Linked DNA regions of Mus musculus: region 2 is linked to region 1. Evidence: chromatin contacts called from public HiChIP or PLAC-seq data. All regions are on one chromosome and are shown on one strand. Each heading gives the region's core, a stretch centred on a gene start, on an enhancer-like site or on the middle of the called end of the contact. The rest is flanking DNA. Distances are from core to core; before and after follow the strand shown.

What was found. HiChIP or PLAC-seq counts read pairs in DNA pulled down with a chosen protein or histone mark.
Region 2: a contact with region 1 is called in an H3K4me3 HiChIP or PLAC-seq map of the SCID.adh cell line, with 19 read pairs. The contact joins the promoter of Maf1 here to the enhancer-like site in region 1. A contact is called at or near these places in 2 of 39 promoter capture datasets (embryonic stem cells and trophoblast stem cells), 1 of 484 Hi-C or Micro-C datasets (bone marrow-derived macrophages), 4 of 115 datasets of contacts at active chromatin or transcription factors (the SCID.adh cell line, double positive thymocytes and embryonic stem cells) and 3 of 9 other capture datasets (adipose tissue, liver and pancreatic islet).

The regions. Positions count from the first base shown.
Region 1 is chr15:76,426,404-76,431,747 of GRCm38.p6, reverse strand. It overlaps Mroh1 (maestro heat-like repeat family member 1), which reads right to left. Exons shown (of 44, transcript NM_175457.4): 15 at 4,532-4,639; 16 at 4,092-4,236; 17 at 3,806-3,846; 18 at 3,363-3,504; 19 at 3,047-3,099; 20 at 2,488-2,595; 21 at 1,841-1,960; 22 at 1,449-1,571. Among named protein-coding and RNA genes, the nearest start is that of Mir6954, 4.1 kb to the left of the region's middle. Within about 2 kb of position 2,982, at least 5 of the 459 cell types and tissues checked have an H3K27ac peak or open chromatin away from gene starts, as enhancers often do. A contact at or near this core is called in the SCID.adh cell line, where this site is marked.
Region 2 is chr15:76,348,269-76,353,612 of GRCm38.p6, reverse strand. Maf1 (MAF1 homolog, negative regulator of RNA polymerase III) reads right to left here and starts at 2,319. Exons shown (of 8, transcript NM_026859.3): 1 at 1,954-2,319; 2 at 1,061-1,193; 3 at 839-967; 4 at 601-766; 5 at 354-475; 6 at 153-272; 7 at 1-27. The coding sequence starts at 1,143. It overlaps Sharpin (SHANK-associated RH domain interacting protein), which reads left to right and starts at 2,503. Exons shown (of 9, transcript NM_025340.2): 1 at 2,503-3,132; 2 at 3,384-3,558; 3 at 5,178-5,312. The coding sequence starts at 2,935.

The sequences.
Region 1 (5,344 bases), core at 1,733-4,232:
TCTACACATCAAATTCTGTGCTAACCAAGGCTACACAGTGAGGCCCTGTCTCAAGATAGAGATAGAGGGGGCTGGAGAAATGGCTCAGTGGTTAAGAACACTTGTTCTTATAGAGGATCCAAGGTTCAATTTCCAGCATCCACATGGAGGCTCACAACCATACATAATTCCAGTTCCAGGGGATCCACTGCCTTCTTCTGACCTCAGTGGGATCAGGTGCATAGATATACATGCAGGCAGAACACTGGTACACATACACATAAAACAAAATGAATAAATAAATTTAAAAACACTTTTTTTCCCCCTTTGGTTTTTTTGAGACAGGGTTTCTCTGTATAGCCCTGGCTGTCCTGAACTCACTTTGTAGACCAGGCTGGCCTCAAACTCAGAAATCCGCCTGCCTCTGCCTCCCAAGTGTTGGGATTAAAGGCGTCCTCCACCACGCCTGGCCTAAAAACACTTTTAAAAAGAGATAGAGGAAGACGAGAAAGAGAAAGAAGAGGTGTGTGGGTCCTTGCACTCCTGGGCCAACCCTCGGGTTCCATGAGCAGAGCAATCACTAGACACAGAGCAAAATGGTCAGGGTCAGGCATGGTGGGAGATTCTGAAAACCCAAGCACTCAGGGCAAAGGACAGACAGCCTGGCCTTAGAGAAGGGGACAGCTCTGAGTTCCCCAGCTGTGTGGTTCTGATAGGCAATGTCCCTAGAGCTCAAGGGTCCCCAGTGCTGCAGGGGTTAGAGAAACATTTGAAAATGTCCCTAAAGTTCACATGTCCCCAGAGCAGCAGTGTTCAAAGACAGAAACCCTTGGGAAGTGACTAGTTCATCAACGCACTAACCCATTACGACTCATAACAGTGGCAGAATTACAGTTATGAAATAGCAATGAAAATTACTTTATGGTTAGGGGTCAGCACAACATGAGGAACTGCATTAAAGGATCGCAGCACGAGGAAGGCAGAGAGCCACAGAAACGAACTCTTTGAAGGATTCAAAGCAGCACGGGTCTAGAGGTAGGTAAGTGTGCTCTTGGCTCCTGTGAAGGGAGAAGCTCTCTTCACCGGCCCCTCCACCATGCCCGGCCTGCACAACCTCTGAAACTAGGAGACAGACTACTTCTTCCTCCTTAAAGTTGATTTCCTCAAGTATTTCGTCATAGCAACAGAAAGCTGATCACCACAGAACCTTGCCACTGAGAACTCTCATTACCCACAGCTAGAGGAACAGCACTCCAATCAGCTAGGGCTTCTGGGAGGCCCTCAGTGGGAGGAGAGCTCAGGCCCAGAGGAGGAATGGAGGATACAAAGCCTGAGGGAACCCAGCCCTAGCCTTCATCTTGAGAGAGAGCAGAGGGCAGGAACCCACCCTACCACAGCCATGAAAAGTGGGGCAGCCACAGACAGGTATCTACTCACAAGGACACTGTTCTGGGTAATGACCGTCTTACCTTAAAAATGCTAAAGATGCCGGTGGACTTCCTAAACACGTCTGACCTCACAAAGTCCTCCAGCTGTGCTAGAGTGTCCTCAAGGTGGGTAATGGCACAGATCCCAAAGCAACAGGCCAGGCCCTGGGGAGGTGCACGGGTGTGCTCACACTTGGGCACAGTGGCCCACCTGCCCACACGCTGTGTGGGGAGGAGTGTATATCCACACGTACACAAAGTTCCACACACACATAAACCTGAAGGCACACAAATACACGCGGACATCCGTGAGGAAGCAAGCAGTGTGCCTCACGTGCAAGCATGCATGTACCTATGTGCTCACAGCACACGTGGCTAGCTCAGAGCGGCAGATGAACACGGCCTCACAGCCCCGGGCACTGGGGACTACCTACCTCCTGCTCTGCCTCCTCTTGATATCTGGCTGTCTCCAGCAGCTCTCGGAGGTGTTTCCTCACCACCTCCTTACTTGAAGCAGCACCCAGCGTGGTTCCAATGCACTTATACAGGAAGTTCTGGAACACAGGGAGAGAACACAGATGAACCTGACTCCTGAGCAGACAGACACTTGCACTGTGGTGGGTACTGCTAATGGATAGCTGTATCCTTTCCTCCTTTTTGGTTTTTTTGATATATGGTTTCTGTATGTGGCCCCAGCTGTCCTGGAACTAGCTGTGTAGACCAGGTTGGACTTGATCTCATAGATCCGCCTACCTCTCAAGTATTTGGGGTTAAACGTGGGCACCACTACACCCGGCCCCTTGGAGAGGAAGCTGTATTTCAAGCAGGACATAGGAAGGGTCCTGCATGAGGAGGTGAGACCCAGGCTGTGTCTGAGGAACAGTGAGCAGGCAGCTGTCCCCCATCCCCCAGCTGTTAACTGCAGCGAGGAGCCTCCTGACCCTGCTTGCTTTTTAAGTGGCTTGGCCAGGGTTGCCAGAGTCAGGAGACAAAGACACAGACAGGCGAGATCAAAGACACAAAGCATGGGAGCTGGGGACTGTGCAGAGATCCCCATCCCCAGCTAGCTTGTCTCAGGCACCTTCTCCTGAGGAGTCCCACTGTAAGAGGGCAGTTGCTTGCACATCTCTTGGCTCAGCTGGCAGATCCAGATGTTGTCAGATACTACGGCCAGGGTGTCTCGCAGGAACTGAGGGGGGAGAGCATTGGTGAGGCCTGAGGCAGGGCCTTGACACGTGATAACCTTATGGTGACTCCTGTTGGTAAGTGGCCTTTGAAGGTGGGTAGCTATGAGGCAGGCTGAAGCACAAGTGGCTCTGAACTCGGCTGGGGACGGGGAAGGAGGGAAAAGCCCTTTCTGTGCCCAGGATGAGCAAAAGTCCCTCCCATTTGGTGCTGAGTGACAGAAGGTACAATATCCTGCCAGGGACATCTGAGACCAGCCACCATCCTTACCCCAAACTCCCCCCACCACTGAGCCCATCCCCTAGTCACACCACCAGATGAAGTTGGATAACAACAAGCCCCTTGGAAGGCACAATACACTGGTCCAACATTTGCTGCCCTGGCCCTCTGTGCCCAGGCCCAGAATGTCCCAAAAAGGCACAGACAGGCCCTTGGCCTTCTGCTCCATCTCTCACCATTAGAAGCTTTTCTTCCCACTCCTTCAGTGACAGGCTTTCCTCGGTGTGCTCTGAAATGACCAATAAGCCCACTGGCTGGGGTCCTGCCAGGCAGGCTCATTCCAACATGCACTAGGTGGGCCCTCCTTGTCTCTGGGAATTCCCAGAAGGAACGCAGAAACCAGTCAGGCCACAGTCACACCCCCTTCCCTTGTGAGCCATCCAGGCCCTTTCTTAGATTACAGCTTGGATCGTTTCTTTCAACCCGAACGGCATACTGGGTGCTAGTGGGGTCAGGGGTGGCTAAGGGGCTCCTGAGCCTCACAGGCCTCACCATCCAGGTACTCCAGCAGCATGGGCATGGTTGTCTCCCACCGCTGGCCCAGGAAAGGGTGGATATTCTGATGCATAACCTTCAGGAGGCGCAGGGAGGCCGCTCCACGCCCATCTCCCAGGTAGGGATTAGAAGACACAACCTGAAGGAGAGGAAGGAAGGGGGTCGCCTAAGCATGGAGCCGCCTGCCATCTCCTGGCCACAGTGCCCAACCTGGGGACCAGCTTCCCAGGGGTGAAGGGAAAACCAGCAAACACGGGGGCAAGGAATGCCAATGAGACGGTGGCAAGGGTCAGGCTTGCCACAGAGCTGACAGGGACTCTGGGGCCGAGAGGCCACTCTTCTATCAGAGTAAGCTCGGTCACGCTGACACCTACGAGAATGTCCCATGAAGGACAGTGTCAGCCCGTGTGCTGAGACACAGTAACAGACCCGTTGCTTACCAGCAGTCGTGTGGTCATAGCGAAGGGAGACGGGAGGTTTGCTGGACAAGAAACATGGAAACAGTTACAAGGCAGGGATAGGATAAAAGATGGGACCATAGGCACAAGCAGGCAGCTGGGGTGGGACAGCATGCGAAAGCAGCTGGGGGTGGGGTGGGGTGGGGTAGGGGGGTGTCAGCAGCAGGGGCAGGGCAAGGGCAAGGCAGAGAGCTGAGAGAGGACGAGGTGTAAGGGCATCATGGCGTCGGTGGGGTCAGCCAGGGGCACGGTGGTTGGGCCTCCACACCATTCGCGTTGTACTGGATGAGGAAATCATCTGCCCCAGCCTCCTGCCTCTTCAGGGCTAAGTGCACAAGGCTCCTGCAGAGCGGGGTGAGGGCCGCAGTGAAGCGCACCGGGGTGAGGAACTCGAGGAGGTAGGGCCAGAGAACCTGAAGGACAGAGGGCCACGGTCTGTGGACTGCAAGCAGGTGGGCACGGCCTCCGGGGCAGTAGAGATGTCAGAACTGGATCTCCACTGCTATACAGGAGCCGGGTAGCTTGAGAGGGGCCGATGCTAAGACAGACAGTGTGTCCGGCCATTGCTGAGAGATCCTCTGAGCACTGTCCGGCCACTGTCCCCTGGAGGCCACACTCTCCGCTCCAGGCCAGGGATGGGGAGGGCAGGAAATCTAGGACTGGGAAAGCTCAGGCAGCCAGCCTCGGGTCAGAGACATGCACACTCACACTGTTCATCCTATCCACTGTGGTGCTGACCAGGTAGAGGGTGCGGATACTGACAGCCCGCACGCTATCTGCCGCCAGGTCCTCCCCATCAGGGCCAGGCTTCTCAGGCTGGAGGAAGAGGCAAACGAGAGCACGTGTGGATGACTGTCCACACACCAAGGTTAGCATGAGATGGACCACGAGGTCCATCCAGGTTAGCACAAGAAGGGGAAAGGCTGGCAGAAAAGGAAACGCAGCAGACTCACCAACCCTGCCCCGAGAGGATGTCTGTCAGCTCCCACAGGCAAGCACACCAAAGTCACTCAAGAAAAGCTGGTGGGATGGCTCAGTAAGTGCTTTCTGTGTGAGACTGACAAGCTGAGTTTGATTTCAGGATCCAGTGGGCCAAGGAGAGACCTAAAGTTGTCCTCTAAGCTGTATATGTGATCTATGGCATGTGTATGCCTATGCGCGCGCACACACACACACAATCTCTCTCTCCCTCTCCCTCCATCTCTCCTTCCCTCCCTCCCTCCGTCCATCCCTGCCGCTGTTTCTGTCTCCTATAAGCTACTGACTCCAAGGTTCCTTGGCTCAGCAAGTCACAGTACTTGCTGTCAAGCCTACTAATCTGAGTTGGATCCCCAGAATTTACATGGTGGAAGGGGAGAACTAACAAACCGTCCTCGGACCTCCAAAAGGTATCCACATCCACACATACTTATGCACAAAGTAAGTAAATATTTTTAATTTGGGGGTGGGATATCGACTTTTAAAAGATTCTTCTCTCAGGCTGGAGAGATGGCTCTGTGGTTAAGAGCACTGACTGCTCTT
Region 2 (5,344 bases), core at 1,070-3,569, 77 kb after region 1:
GCCTCTGAGGGTGTGTACGTGGAGCCACTGGATGGGAGAGACAGCGGACTTAGGATCTCCTTTCCCAGGCTGCCCCAGGGAGAGTAGACCCAGTTAAGGAATGATCTGAGTTGAAGAGGGAACTGGAGAAGGTGAGGTGGCAAAGTACCAACCTGATGGAGCGGCAGCTAAAGAAGACAATTCGCTTCAGTCTCTTATTGTAAAAGAAATAGTTGAATGACCAGAGGCTTCCATCTTCCCCAAAGGGGTCGGAGTCTAGATCTGGGTTATAGCTGAAAAGAGAAAACAGCAGAGGGATGAGGTCTCCACTGCCATACACATGTGCACGCCCAGCTGCAAAGACGTGAGCCCACCTGTAGATGTCACACTCAGCTAAGCAGATCTCCTCATCCACTGCATTCCACAGCTGTGGCTTCAGGGCCTTGAAGTCTTCACGAACAGCTGAAAACAGGCTGCAGTTGACTGCATTTACCACCTACAGGAGGTGACAGTCAGGGGTGACAAGGGTCCAGGGCAGCAGGGAGAGCCCAAGAACCCACACCAAGTGGGGATGGCAATGAGAAGGACCACATGGCTTGGGGCCCTTCTGTTCATCCTTACCCAGCGGAGGCTTGGCTCTCGGCTGAATTCATGACTTCTGGCTGTGCTGAAGTCATAGTCTGGCCGGAAGGACTCATTGAGGGTGGCAATCAGATAGAAGAGGGTCTTGCGGCTGCACTTGTCGCTCAGAGGACTCTCATCCTCACCACCCTGGCTCTTGCTCAGTCTGAACAGAGAAAAATGTCAGCCTTGCCCACTGTCCCACATACCCCAGAAGGTAGTCTCCACCTCAGCTTACCTGCTGGGACTGAGGCCTGAAGTTTGGGGTGGGGACAGTGCCTCCAACACATGGGGCTGGCCCTCCTGGCAGAACTGCTTGAACATATGTTTATCATCTCCCGCCATCTTACACGAGTAGCTTTCAATCCTAAAGAACGCAGGCAGAGTCATGAAGCATGCTAACCCCGAGGCCCACGATAGTGATCTCTGACAGATTGATCCCCAGAGCCTCCAGCCTCACCTGCCAATAATATGGGCATCTCCAGTCTCCACTGTCAACTGTGAGTTGATGGCCTCAAAGCTGGAGTTCTCCAATAGCTTCATGTCCTTTGGGAAGGGAGATTCTTGTGCCAGTGGGATTAGGGCAGCACTACCTGGGAATGTGGGAAGCCAGCATGGCTACCTAGCTCCAAAGGGCTCCACTTTCAGCCTTTCCACCCACTAGCAGAGTACTGTTTGCAGCTCGAGCTAACCTTGAGTCCACCATGGAGCTCATCTTCCTCACCTTACCTGCCCCTGAGAACTCAGCACTGGCTGACAGGGAGATGATCCTATGCATGAGCATGGCATGTCCAGGTTCTACCTCAATCTCAAGTACTATATACTGGGGCTGGCTGGGGGCCCCACCCACTCTCGACATTCCTACTCCATTGACATTCTGCAGGCATCCTCAGACTGTTGTAAGGTCCTCAATAAGAACCTGCTATCCGGTTCGGAACGGGGCATCTGGGGTTTCAAGCCTTGAGGGTCACCTGTATGGGTGCTCCTCCCGGGTTCTATGGGTTGCTTCACTGCTTCCTGTCAAGAGGAGGAAACCCATGAATTCTTCAATTCTATTTGCAAGTATGCCTAATTCGTACTTCGTACGTCGAAGTGTGTAGGATGGGCAGACACACCACCTCTGCTGGCGCAGGCCAGTGGTCTCCTGGCATTGCTGCCCTGCAAGCCTAGAGGTACCAGCAGATTCGTAGCGGGAAACTACAAGCCCCAGGAGGCAGTGCACCAAGAGAGGCGCTCCAGCCCCAAGCAGCATAAGAACTACAAGTCCCATGAGGCACTGCAGCAGCGCGAGGCCCGCCGGGGACTGTGGTTCCCGCAAGCCCGGACCGCTTGGCGCACAAGGCGGACACCCACCTGCCAGAATTGGGCTAGATCAAGCCAGGGTAGACGGGTTGTTTAGTGTCGGTGCCGAGGTGACGGCGGCGCGGGCTTTGCGCAGCGCGGGTTCCTCAGGACTGGAGGGCGGCGCCGCGGCCTCCACTCGGGCCGCACTGTATCCGGGGGAAGAAGCTTCGCGGCGACGTCCCGTTACTCCAGGCCCTGCCGGCCCATACGGGCTGCAGCCGCGACATAGCCTCGCCCCCCTGCAACGCCCGCTTTCGCGACCAACCTGCCGCGGACCGCCGAGATCGTACCAGCCAGAGAACGAAACAGCGACCTCCGCCTCCCCCGACCCGACAACAACAAGCGTCCGACGGGCCCAACCCCACTCCTCTGAATGGTCCACTTTAACCACAGGGCCAGACCACGAGAAACCTTATTGGTGGACTCCTCCGCCACTCGGCTTCACCTTCCACTTCTACTGGCTGCATAGCTTGTCTGTCTCGCACTCGCTAACGAACCCGCCTCCCCTCTTGGTGTTGATTGGTTAGAACCATGCCCGCCCCGCCCCCAGGAGCCAACCCTCTTCCTAGAGTGGTCCACGGTTACGAAGAGCCTCTGCTGTGCTTATGTGTGTTTGTGTGCATTGGTGCCTGGTTCCTTCCGGGAACTGGTATTGTCTTGTGTAGGGCAGCAGCTGTCGTTCGTTCGAACCTTTAAGAAAAGTTCATCCTTGCCTTCTTTTTGTGACCGGTGACCGGTCTGTGACACTGTCTCGGGTCCTGCTGAAAGGTGACTAGCTTGGCCGGACCGTGCCTGGAGATCTGGGACCATTCCTATCGCTTAGCGAGCCATCAGGCTCTGGTAGTGCGCAGCATCGGGTCCTTCTTGTTCTCCAAGCTCTGGGGCATCCGGAACCGAGGCTCACAGTCCGAGTTTCTGGCCGGCGGAAGTACTCGACAGTTCTCTATCACGGAAGCACTCTCGGAGAGTCAGGACTCCGCCGGATCAGAAATGTCGCCGCCCGCCGGCGGTGCGGCAGTGGCTGCAGACCCTGCCTCACCTGTGGTGCTCCTGGCAGTGCACGCGGCGGTCAGGCCCCTGGGCGCTGGACAGGATGCCGAAGCGCAGCCGCGGAAGCTGCAATTGATAGCGGACCCTGAGCGGCCTGGACGCTTCCGGCTAGGACTGTTAGGCACCGAGCCTGGGGCGGTGAGTGTGGGCCCGATTCTGGAATCAACTTTCTTTCGATTACCTTGACGACAGTCCTTAAGCAGTTATTTTTCTTGATTGCCTGTAAAAGTGGGAATAATGCTGATACCTAATTTACAAATCTTGTGAGGAATTGGTAAGATAACAGGCGAGAAAAGTTCAGAGCCGTAAAGATTACCTCGTTCCTTTTCCTTTCACATTCGTGTGGGTAACGAAGAGGAACCACCGACCGAGTACTCTTCCCTGTTCAGGTCAGTTTAGAATGGCCCTTGGAGGCTATTTGTTACACCGTCCGTGGGCCTAACCAACACGAGCTGCAGCCTCCCCCTGGAGGTCCTGGAACCTTCAGCGTGCACTTCCTCGACCCCGAGGAAGCACAGCAGTGGGCAGCACTGGTGCGAGATGCCACCGCAGAAGGACAAAATGGTCAGTGTTGTGAAATAAATGCTTATTTGAATATGTCCGGGCCACCTGGTCGAGGTTGGGGGTAGTGATGGAAAAGCTGGGCACCTAGGAAGGCTTCCAAGAGGAAGGAAGTGGAGAAATAAGAGGTTCAAGAGCTGACCCCAGTACCAGACAAGTAAGAAAAAGAAGAGCAAGCATTGCTGCAGGACTAAGAGTTTAAGGAAAATGGGATTGTATTCAGTGGAAAAACAACAGAGACTTAAAGATAGAAACTCCACAGTGTAGACAAGGCTAAAGGAGGCCAGAGGATCTTAGGAGATGGAATTGATAGGTCTTGTGGTTGTTCAAATGGAAGAGTTAGTGATTATGACTGAGCTAGAAGAACCACTTAGTATGAGGCTTATATCCAGTGCCTGCTTGGAAAAGCATGGACATGGCTGGGACTCTGGAGAGGTAAAGACTGGGAGTTGGAGAAGTCACCCAAAGTCACCAGGAGAAGCATAGAGAAAAGAGGGCCTTGGATGTAGACCAGTGGTTCACAACCTTCCTAATGCTTCAACCTTTTAATATAGTTTTAATACAGTATGGCCCCCAGCCATACATTTATTTTCATTGCTACTTTAATAACTGTAATTTTGCCGCTGTTATAAATTGTAATGTGTAAGTATGTTTTCCAGTGGTCTTAGGTGACCCCTGTGAAAGGGTCATTCCACTCCCAAAGCATTGAAACCCACAAGTTGAGAACCACTGATGTAGATAGTGCCCTGGTAAGAGGTAGGAAAGCCCACAAACACCGGAGGAAGCCCTGAGCCTGACATGAGACCTGGGTACCTTAGCATTGAAAGAGAGACTTTCTCTTGTCGTTCATTTGCCAGATGTGTGTACCCAACCCTTAATACTGTTCTTTGTGACAAGGTCTCAATGTGAATTCCAGGTTGATCTCAAATTCACTGTGTAGCTCAAGTTGGTTTTGAACTGTCAGTGACCCTCTTACCTGTTCTCCCGGAGTGTTGGTGTTATAGATGTGTACCATCCAACTGGGGACTACTTTTTTTCTTTTTTCCTGTGTGTGTGCACACACGTGAGTGTGTGTCTGTCTGTATTTGTGGTGCGCATGTATTTGTATAGAGGCATACATGTACATAGCACATAAAGAAGTCAGAGAGCAATCCTGGGACAACCTCGAGTGTCAGTCCTCATTTTCCACCTTGTTGGGGAGTTTCATTTCTCTTGCCTCTACCCCCAACTCACTCACCATATGAACACTGGGATTACAGATCTATACTTCCATGCTTGGCTTTATATGGTTTGGGGAATTTGAACTCTCAGGTCTATGTCTGTATGAAAAGCACTTTAAGCCAGGCAGTGGTGGTGCATGCTTTTAATCCCTGCAACTCAGGAGGCAGGGATCTTTGAGTTCGAGGCCAGCCTGGTCTACAGTGAGTTCCAGAACACCCATGCTACACAAAAAAGCCCTATTTCTCTCCAACTGAGAGTTGTTTTTGTTTTGAGGGCCAAGGCTGGGAGAGGAAGATTAGCCTGAATTATGGCCTAAGGATAGTAGGATGAGGCAGAGAAGGCCAAGGTTCTAAAAACCTGAGATTGGATACCACTAGCCTAATCCACATCTTTCCTCTTAGGCAGTGGCAGCCCAGCCCCAGCCCCAGCCCCAGCAATGTGCCCCATTTCTCCACCATGTTCTTCTATGGCTCAAATACCTAAAGCAACCCAACCTGAGGTGGATCTTCCTCAAAGTTCTGGAAACTTCAAAAAAGGTAAGACAGATTGGAAGGAGTTGGGGGTTTGT